Regions from separate parts of the Capra hircus genome. Here region 2 is linked to region 1. The links are chromatin contacts, called in public Hi-C maps. All regions are on one chromosome and are shown on one strand. The core of a region is the stretch at or near the end of the contact, and the rest is flanking DNA. Distances in the headings are between cores, read along the strand shown. Region 1 has its middle 63 kb from the start of LSM3. Region 2 overlaps SLC6A6 (sodium- and chloride-dependent taurine transporter).

Region 1 (5,127 bases), core at 2,172-4,671:
GGCTCTGGATCCCTGCTGCGGCCAGGGTTCTTCTCCAGGAGGGTTTGGGCTACACAGGGCTCAGGCCAGATGGACTTGGGCTGAAGGTGCAGGGGGTCAGGGAGCCAGGCCTGGGGAGGTGGGGTGCAGTCAGTGGAAGCCCCGAGACCCCACAGGTCTGCTCATGGTCCCTGGGATGCTGCGAATGCCACGGCTGTGGGCCTCACACAGACCACCCTCCACGCCACCCCCGGTTTCCTTCCCCGAAACGTGACAAAGGACCAGCTCACATTTGCCGGGAGCCAGCACCCCATGAGAATCTTACGCCTGTTAATGGATTCATCCTCTCGGCAGTCCTGACCCGGTCTGTCCTGGAGTTACCCCCATTTTTCAGATGAGCACACTGAGGCCTAGGAAGGGTAGGTCACTCCCCCAGGCCACACAGGGAACTGCAGAGCCGGAATTTCACCCCCGGAATCCTGGCCTGGAGTCCACACCCTGAAGGACACAATGCAGCCCTGGCTTCACAGCGGCGTGGCCTGGAGGCAGGGCTCCGTTCACCCCCGCGATACAGATCAAGAGACTGAGGCTGGGCAGTTCTGCCGGAGGCTCCAGGTTCACGGTGGCATCTGGACCTGAATCTAGCTGCTGGCAGGGAGTGGGGGTGGAGGAGCTATAGGGCAGGGAGACTGGCCCAGAAGGAGGGGTCTGATCCTCCCAGGAGGAGAGCTCCCCACCCCTTCAGCACAGCGTCAAGGGAGCCCAGAGGAGGTGGTGTGCCTGGGAAGGCATTGAGAAATCTGCTTGGTGAGACCGCCGCTCCCAGGGGGCCTCCTGCTTTACCCCCAGCTCTGGCCTGAAAGCAGAAGGGTGCAGAGGAGAAGGAACACAGATCCTCCTACCTTGGGCTGGGAGGAGAAGTCGCGGAGCCACAAGAGCTCTGACACCTTCACCGCCATGAGCCGGCCCACCTGACCTGCGACCCTCCCCAGCCCTGCAGACGCGGCCACTGCTTCCATGCTCTCGCTGGGGGAGGAGGCCCAGGCTCGGCGGGCCCCGGTCTCAGGCCCCCGCTTCCGATCCAGTTAGAGGCCAGTCCGTGTTCCTTTCACTGGCTTGCTTGATTTTGTTGTAGTTCAGTCGCTCCGTCGTGTCCGACTCTTTGCGACCCCACGGACTGCAGCACGCCAGTTGCTCAAACTCACGTCCATCAAGCCTGTGATACCATCCAGCCATCTCATCCTCTGCCGTCCCCTCCTCCTCCTGCCCTCAGTCTGACTGTGGGAAAACAGACACAACGTGAACTCTATCAGTCTAACCGTTTTGTGTGTCCGGTTCAGTGGCGTTAGGTACACTCGCACTATGGCGCAGCCGGCAGCGCCAGCATCTCCAGAGCTTTCTCATCTTCCCAGACTGAGTCTCTGCCCCGTTAACCACTGATGCCCACTCCGCCCGCCCCTTCAGCCCCCTGGGAGCCACCGTTGACTCGCTGTCTGTGGATTCGACTGCTCTAAGGACTTCATATTGCAGGACCGTGCAGTATGGGTCCTCTTGTGACCCGCTGGTTTCCCCGAGCACCGTGTCCTCGGGGCTCACTGATGTTGTAAGCATGTGTCAGAGTTTCCTCCCTTTAAAGGCTGGATAATATTCCATTGTACGGGGAGACCACATTCTGCTCGTACACCCTTGGGTTGCTTCCGCTTTTTGGCTGTGAGTAATGTTGCTCTGAACAAGGGTGTACAAATACCTCCTCAAGACTCTGCTGTCCGTTCTTTCGGATATATGTCCAGAAGTGGAACGGCTGGATCACATGAGAGTTCTGTTTTTAGTGTTTTAAGGAACTGCCATCCTGTTTTCCATTCCCCCCAGGGCTGTGCAAATAAATGTTCCAGTTTCTCCACGTGCCCCCGACGATGGTTTCTTTCTGGTGCTTCTTCTTCTTTGGTCCTGGCATTTCAGTCACCGTCCTGATGGCTCGGACATGGTATCTCACTGATTTGCATTTTGCTAACAGTCGGTCCCGCTGAGCATTTCTCCAAGTACTCTTTGGCCATCTGAGTATCTTCTTTGGAGAGTTGTCTACTCAACTCAACTCCTGTGACCATTTTTAAAGTCTGGTTTTTGCTCTTTGTTGTTGTTGAGTTGCAAGAGTTCTTTACGTATTCTGGATATTAACCCCTTATCATACAGGTGATTTGCAAATACTTTCTCCCATTCTCGAGGTGGCCTTCCTTTTTTTTTTTTTTAAAGAAACCTCTGTTTCATAACCTTTTGTCTCACATGCATAAAGAAGAGGGCATGGAACATAAGTGCCTGAGGCGTTGAAGATGCACACACCCATGTGACTGCCGCTGGCTCCTCCTCCGCCCTGCCCCCAGCCCCTTCCCCTCCCCTCTTCCCGAGAGGTCCCATGATGCTGACTTCTCCCCGCTTAGGTTAGCTTTGCCTCCTTTCAGGCTCCGGACGGGGAACAGCCCAGCGTTTGTCCCTTTCTCTTCGAGGCTCTCTCTTCCCTCTTGGCCGCTTATCCCCGCACGGAGGCCCAGCTTGGTCTCCCTCACTGCTCTGGGAGGTTCCGTGGACGCCCCATCCCCAGTTCCCGTCCGCCTGGTGACGGACATGAGGCCTGTACGGCTCCCTGGAGCCGCGGTCAGCCCGGGGCCCACTGTCCGAGCCTGCAGGGGCCATTCATCTCAAATGCTGTCTGCCCTAAGCTTTCCCAGCAGGCTCACGAGACAGTACGGAGGCGGGCACTGCCCACCGTCTCCACCCCAGCCCTGTCTCTCTCCACCAGCCCAGGAGGCCTCCCCATTCTCACCCTGGGGCCCGGCTCAGCGTCTGCCCCGTGGATTCTGGCCGCGAGAACCCAGTGCAAGTCCGTCTGGTTAGGGCAGGAGGTCCCTAACCAGTGAGGGTGTGTAGGGCTGCAAACTCCACGGGGACCCTGAGCAGGAGCTCCCAGCTTCAAGAGGGTGTTGCTGCGTGGGGATGGGGACTTGTCGTGCCTGAGAAGCAAGCGCTCCGCTGAGTGGCCTGGCAAGCATCCGCTGTTGCGGGGGCCGCGTGTGGCCACTCTGCTCCTGGTTGTCATGGACATGAGGGTGGCATCGCTTCCCAGCCCCGCTAGTAGGAGCGGGTGCCCTCCCTGCCCCATCAGTTCCTCCTCTGTGTTCCCAGCCTCCTGTGAACTCAGTGGAATAGCCACCTTGCTGCTAAAATCTTGGTCCCCAGGACACTGCCGCTCTCCCTCCTGGGCTGTCCTTGGAGCCTCTTGGAGGCAGGCAGGCAGCTCCTCTCCCCCAGGGCCTCAGATCCCACTCTCAGGTTTCAAAAAAACGACCTGAAACGTTGTAAAGGGTGAGAGACAGCCACAGCACGAAAGGCGGGCGCTTCCAGAGGAAAACTGAACGGGCAGGTCTCCCCCGCACCCCGCAGCCCCGCCGCCCAGCTGCCCTCCGCGCGGCCCCAGCATTCCCAGTCCCTGTGTCTGTTTCCAGAAATACCGAGTTCTGTCACCGACAGGAATCCTGCATTCACATCACACAGATGGGCCTCGCTCCACACGGATTCTTTACCTTGTTATTTTTTTTTCTTACGGCAAAAATAGCAAATTGAGCCAAGTAGCCCCAAAACAATACTACTTAATTTTTTTTTTCCATTTTGAGATACTTTAAGACTCACGAGAGGTTGCAAAAATAGTACAACGAGTTCCCATGGACCTTTCCCCTGCTTCCCCCAGCTCCCCACTGAGATAACATCTTACATAATCACGGTGCATTGTCAAAACCAGGAAACTGACATTGGTGCAGTATTATTAACTCAAAATCAGACCTTATTTGGATTTCACCAGTTTTTACATGTAGTAATTGTTTTGTTTTCTGGTACATAGTTCTGTGAAATTTTATCACATGGATAGATGTTGTAACCATCAGGATATAGAACTGTTCCAATCCCCACAAAGAAATTCTCGCACACTAAACGCTTTGTAATCACATCCTTTCCCCAGCCCCATGCCCTGGCAACTACTGATCTGTTATCTCTGTGATTATATCACTCTGACAGTGTTATAGATGGAATCATACAGTACGTAACTTTCTGAGGTCGGCATTTTTTTTTTTTTTTTGCTCAGAACAGTGCCTTTGAGACCCATTTAACTGGTTGCGTATCACTAACTCATCCCTGTTGATTGCTCCGCAGTATTCCATTCAATGGTGCACCCAGGGCGTTTATTCAGTCACCTGTTGAAGGGCAGTTGGGTGGTTTCCAGATTCTGGTTCTTACAAATCCAGCTGATGTGTATGTTCGCATACAGATTTTCATATGAGCCTAAAGTCTTGGCTTTCCTAGGAGAAATACCCAGAAGTGCAATTGCTGAGTTGTATGTAAGCCTGAGTTTAATGGCTGAGAAACTGCCCCACTCTTTTCCAGATTGCTGTACCTTCTTACCCACCAGTGTGTGAGTTCCGGTTGCTTTGTGCCCTTGTCAGCCCTGGATACTATTACTTTTTGTTTCTTTCTTTCTTTTTTTAAGCCTTTTCGGTAGGTTTCTAGTACTATCTAATCAGAGCCCCATTTTGCGTTTCCCCAGTGGCTAGCAATGTGGAACGTCTTCTCTCGTGCTTATTTGCCATCCGGCTTTGGAGAACTCTGTGTTGAGACTCTCTGCCCACTTCCCAGCTGAGCTGTTAGGTTTCTCGCTGTCGGCCTTAGAGTGTTCTCTGAGTACTCTAGATACAAGTTCTCCTAGAGACGGGGTTGGAAGTCCTTTCTCCCGGCTGGAGGCTTGTCTTTTCATCCTGGAGGCAGAGTCTCTTGCGGAGCACACAGCGTTCATTTTGCTGAGGTCCAGTTCATCCCTTTTTTCTTCTTAAGGAACGTGCCTTTGGTGTTGTGGCCAGCAGATGGCTCAGTGGTAAAGAACCCGCCCGCCAGTGCAGAAGACTCGGGTTCAACACCTGGGTTGGGATCAACCTCCTGAGAAGGGAATGGCAGCCCACTCCAGCATTCTTGCCTGGAGAATCCCATGGACAGAGGAGCCTGGCGGGCTGCAGTCCACAGGGTCTGAAAGAGTCGGACGCCGCTGAGCGCGCACACGCTAGACGCCTTGCGCTTTCCTCACTGCGCCTTGTGGATCAGTCCATATCCGTG
Region 2 (5,422 bases), core at 992-3,491, 170 kb after region 1:
TTTGCCAAGGAAGTGGCCCCAGCACCCAATATTCTGAGCAGGAGAAGCCTCCTTGGGGTTCACTTACGGGAGCCTGCCCCCAACCCCTGCAGGGAGACTGCCCCGTGAGGTTGCGTGGTGATGTGGAGAGAGGAGGTGCTGGGCGGAGGACTGCACAGCGGCCAGGGGGCTGCCCGCCTGGGGTCTTACCCTGCTCACCCCTCCCCCAGCTTTGGGCCTCAGCTGTCATGGTGCTCGGGTGGGTGCACAGATGCACCCCGGAGACACGTGGGCCCCGCAGGGCGTGGTTCTGGGTTCTTTTTTCTGGCCACGCGGTCATTGTTTCAGTGGAAAGCTTGTCTCTGCAAACCGGGATTGGTGGTCAGATAACCGGAGCACTCCCTGGTTTTGCTTCCTTCCAGCAAACGTTGGTGCGGGTCTCTGGTTTTGGGGGAGGGGGAGCCCCTCCTTTCCCCAGCTGGCAGACCGAGTCCCAGCTCGGTCCCGTCTGCCACTCCCATAACCGGTGTCCGCCCAGAGCCTGGGGCCTGAGGAGGCCAGCAGTGCAGCTGCGTAGGAGACAGATGCTAAAACGGGCCCCCGCCTGAGCCCCGGCGCGTCCCATCCCGAATGAGAACAGGCCTGGTCTCTCACCCCAGGCGGGCCCCTGCATCGGGGACTGGGGAGACCCGTCCCGGACCCCGAGTGTCTTGTATGGCTCCGGGGCTCGGGGCAGCTCGGGCACTGATGACCCCCTCTCCCCGCCCCCCCATCTTCTCTCCCCTTAGGTCCTGGCCTGGCCTTCATCGCCTACCCGAAAGCCGTGACGATGATGCCGCTGCCCACATTTTGGTCCATCCTTTTTTTCATTATGCTTCTCTTGCTTGGACTGGATAGCCAGGTATGTGCAGAGCGAGGGGATGGTCCCCAGGCAGGTCTGCCCCTGGGCGAGGGAGGAAAGGCCCCCCCCAGAAACCTGGTTCTGGCAGAGCCTCCCTCTGTGCTGTGATGAGCTGGTGGCAACCCCCAACACACACACACACACACACACACACACACACACACACACAGCCCGCAGCAGCTGCAGCCAGCGAGGGTTCCTGGACCCCGGGGGAGGGAACGGCCCAGGGCGGCAGCAGGATGTCATCTGCGCCAAAGCTCGAGCCTTTGACCTCAGCGGGGGAGAGAGAGACACTCTTGGGTGTGGGCCCAGGGGTACAAGGAGAAGGGCGAGACCATAGTTGGTGGCACGCGCCGCGGAGCGCAGAGCCCCCAGGCAGGCCCCAGCGGGACCCAGCACACAGGCCGTTCGGGCAGGCGGCCGACACGGCTGTCCGGGGCGTGAGTGGCCACTGACAGTCCTGAGCGCAGCCACGGAAGCTGGAACCGGGCTGTGCTCACCACCTCCTAGGGCACGTGGGTCAGCGAGCTTGGCCCCCACAGGGAAACCGAGCCCCAGAGCCTTGCTTAACCCCCCCACCCTCCCCACACAAGCAGGACCCCCTGCTACCCTGTCATCATTCCCTGCGCCTCTTAACCCCCATGTCCCAGCCCTCCAGGGCTTAAGCCTCCCCCTCCCCAGGGTGTGTCCGCGTGCGTCAGCCGGGGCTGCGTCTGCCTTTGGAGTAACTCAGTTCCCAGGCTCACTTGCCCCCACAGTGTTGCTTTGTTGAACACGTTTCTTCCACCCTTGCCTCAGTTTCCTCATCTGGTAAATGGGTATGATTGTATCTTCGTTGCCTTAGGTGATACGCCAGGCGCGCTTCCTGATTAGAAGCAGTAAGTGGTACCCAGAGGACGTTAGAGCGAGCCCCTGGGACACCTTTCCCTGGAAATAGGAGGGGGCAGTTAGGGTGTGCAGGGCAAGCTAGTCCTGTGCCCAGGACCACCCAAGGGCCTCCATCCGAGGTCAGTCGCTGACAGGCAGCCTCGTGTGCCAGCTGGGGGTCCAGATGCCTCACAAAAGTCTGGTCAGCTGGGGCCCTGCGATCAGTGGGGGCTCTACCCCTTCAGGAGAGAGCCTTGCCCACCGTCCGTCTCCTAGGCAGCAGCCTCGAAGCCAGTGAACAGATGGGCCCCCGGGGACTCAGGACCTGGGAGGTGGGAAGTCTCAGAAGGTCAGGCAAGGGAGAGAGGGTGGTCCGCTAGCAAGGTCCAGAGCAGAGCGGAGGGTTTGCCAGAAAGAAGACTAGGATTAGCAGAGAAGACTGAAGGAAAACATTTGGGAGACGGGAGACAAAAATAACTTGAGCAGTTGTTGATGAACTGAGCTGTGTAAACAGAGAGAGGGCCCCATCCATCAGCCTTGGTTAATGAGCTTGGCCTTCGGAGGCCCCCAGCAGCCAGCTTTTATAACCTCTTCCAGAGCTCTCAGCAAAACCCAAAAAAAGAAGACAGAAAGAGGTTAATAAATGACAAAGCAGGCCATCTCCAGACTGGCCTCTTGGGCTGCGGAAGGGGCCCCGGTGGTTATTCATTAGATTTCCCCTGGGAGGCAGGTGGGGCCTGGTGGAGGCTGTGCGCCTCGGAGCCAGACCCCCCACGGCCCTTCACTTCAGGAAGCCAGAAGCTCTCCAGGGCAGCGTCACCCTGAGCAAGCTCTCCTGGTTCAGAGCATGGCGCTCGCAGCACCGAACGACCTGCCTAATTGACGCACCAGGACAGGGCGTGGTGGGATTTGAGCCCTGGGATCCCTCTGCTGCACCTGTGTGAACCTGGGGACGTGGGAGAAGGTTTTACAGACACACCACCACCAGCCATGATAAGGGCCTACCCTGCGAGGTGTCCACTGGGACCAGGCTCCACGGGCCACGTGTGGGAAATCCTATAACGCGAAATTGACCCTCTTAGCCATGTTTGAGGGCTTCCCCAGCGGCTCAGAGGGAAAGAACCTACCTGCAAAGGAGGAGACGCTGGTTTGATCCCTGCGTCAGGAAGTTTGTCTGAAGAAGGGAATGGCAAACCCCTCCAGTGTCCTTGCCTGGAAAAATCCCACTGGACAGAGGAGGCTGGCGGGCTACAGTCCATAGCGTCGCAAAGAGTCGGACACGACTGAGCGACTGAGACCCATTTGTAAGTGCTTGTTTGGTGCATTAAGGACACTCACGTCGTCATAGCCGTCACCAGCATCATCTCCAGGGCTTTCTCATCTTTCCAAACAGAAAGTCTGTCCCCACCAAAACCCCCCTTTCCTCCAGCTGCCACCTGGCTTTTCAGCATCAGCAGGATGCGCTCACTTTCCAGCGAAGGAAGTGGTGGAGGCTCTGAGAAGGCGGGGCTGTGGCACTATTAACTGAGTCAGGTCTGGAGAGGCTGGCGGAGGGGGCGTGGTGCCCCCAGGGCCGCAGCAAACTCAAGAGGGGCTGATGCCGGTATTGGCCCTGACTCTCAGCGACCCCGGATCTGCCTGTCTTTGATTTTCAAATCTCAAAAAGGGAAAGAACCTCTTTCTCTGACTCCTTTACAAGGTTAACGTCAGAGCTGCTGGTCTGCTCTAGATCACTGGCAGTTTAGACTCCGCGCCGCTTGGGCTGAGACATCGATCAGAGGTCTGAGCACCTGCCCGCTGTTCTCTTGGGACCCCTTCCAAGAGCTCCTTGGTCATCGTTTCTCTGAACTCCCGGCCCCTTTGAGCTCACGGGAGGGACCTGCTGTGTGTGTGTGTTCCCTGATTCTCCCGTGATGCTTCCCAGAGAAGCCAGCGGTTGGCCGTGTCTTGCAGGAAGGCTGTGGGAGCAAACCTCCCAGTGTCTGTCCCAGAGGAAAGAGCCGACGGGTTGAGGTTTTAGCTTTTGGGTGTCGAGTGGACTCCGATGACCTCAGAGGGCGTGTTGGCTGGCCGAGCCGTTTGGCTGTGGCCACTCCAGTTAAAATGTGTCAGTGTGCCCTTTCACCCCAAACTGCACCTCTAGACTGCTGTGCTGCGGATGGCGGTGCCTACAGACAGACATGGTCCTGCCCAGGTCGGCCGCCACGGGAGCTGGAATCGGTCTGCGGGGCACCTTCACTTGAGGTCGTGAAGCCACTAAGATCCTTGCGATACGCATCCACGGGATGGGGTTAGCGCCCCCGTCTGAGTGCCGAGGCGGCTCCATGGACTGACGTGGAACGTCCCCCAGCCCAGGATAAATTGTTAGGGGCAACGATGGGAAGGTTTAGAAAGACCGAGGGTCACCCTCAAAGGTTACCTATGGACTGGCCTTTCTATCACCTTTGGGAGTTCCGGGAATCGTAGGCAGCATTGGACTCACGCACATAGGCCTGTGGGCGTGCATGCAACGTGTGCGAAATCCTCCCGTGGAGCCCACGGTCCCCACAGGGTTAAAGACCACCAAGTGTCTTCAATCTGGGAACTGAAGCCCAGACCTGCCTGGGTCACCACCCACAGCTCACGTGCTGCTGTGTACCTGGCCCGGCTGGGTGCCCAAGGCCCAGGAATAGGAGTGCACCACCTTCTGCTTCCAGGAAAACCCAGACGCAAGCGGGAGGTTGCCCGCGTTGACACACCGGCCAGCAAGTGTGCCGGGCGGAGGGGTCTCAGGGGCGTGGACTATCTGGAGAGCCGTGCAGGGCCCACCAGGCCTGGCCCGAGGGGCGGGACTCAGCACGCTGAGCCCCTCCACGGCGCGGACACGACCCCACCCCTCTCTGAGCCAAGGGGTTGCTGGCCTGCTGCTCATGGCTCTCCTTCCCTCCCCAGTTTGTGGAAGTGGAAGGACAGATCACGTCCTTGGTTGATCTGCACCCGTCCTTGCTAAGGAAGGGCTTTCATCGAGAGATCTTCATCGCCTCCATATGCTGTGTCAGCTACCTTCTGGGGCTGATCATGGTGACCGAGGTAGGTGGCTCCCACCTGGCATGAGGGGACCACCCCCGCCCCCGGGAGGGCCCTAGGTGCTCTGTGTGTTTCCCAGGTCAGTTCAACGCCACACTGCCCCCCTGTGCCCCCCAACCCAGTGGCTGGATGAGAGGGCCTGGCCGACTGAGGTCGACCCTCCTTTGGGGGTCCCACCCCACCCAGGGGCAGCAGGAGGTGACTCACGACCCCGCCCTCCAGCCAGACGCCCCTCCCCACTTCCCTGTTACCCTGGCCGCACCGTGGCCACCTGCCGCCCTCCTGCCCTCCTCGTCCTGAGAAGGGAAGGGGCGCTGCAGCTGAAATCCCCTTTGACGGCAGCTCCATCCCCACCGCTGTGGGCAGTGGCCCTTCTCCGGCCAGTCTGCAGGAGAAGCGAGCGTATGAGCCTAGCCTGGGCCATGGGCTCATCTCCCCAGCTCTCACCACCCATCTCTCCTTCCTCTCCAGCACAGGGTTGCGTTCGACCCCCAGATCAGGATTTGACGTCCCCAGCTTCCTTCCCGGAACTCAAAATAAATGCATTTCTTGAAGCGTCCGTAAGAAACACCCCCTGAAAGGCAGATCACACGTTCACACGCCGAGCAG

What was found. Hi-C and Micro-C count contacts between places; a contact is called where the count stands out from the background.
Region 2: a Hi-C map of blood shows a contact between it and region 1, with 3 times the contacts expected there. The contact joins two enhancer-like sites. A contact is called at or near these places in 2 of 5 Hi-C or Micro-C datasets (both in blood).

The regions. Positions count from the first base shown.
Region 1 is chr22:57,910,530-57,915,656 of ARS1.2, reverse strand. No RefSeq gene overlaps it. Among named protein-coding and RNA genes, the nearest start is that of LSM3, 63 kb to the left of the region's middle. Within about 2 kb of position 3,421, at least 1 of the 5 cell types and tissues checked has an H3K27ac peak or open chromatin away from gene starts, as enhancers often do.
Region 2 is chr22:57,738,345-57,743,766 of ARS1.2, reverse strand. It overlaps SLC6A6 (sodium- and chloride-dependent taurine transporter), which reads left to right. Exons shown (of 14, transcript XM_018067225.1): 9 at 768-880; 10 at 4,679-4,816. Among named protein-coding and RNA genes, the nearest start is that of SLC6A6, 70 kb to the left of the region's middle. Within about 2 kb of position 2,241, at least 1 of the 5 cell types and tissues checked has an H3K27ac peak or open chromatin away from gene starts, as enhancers often do.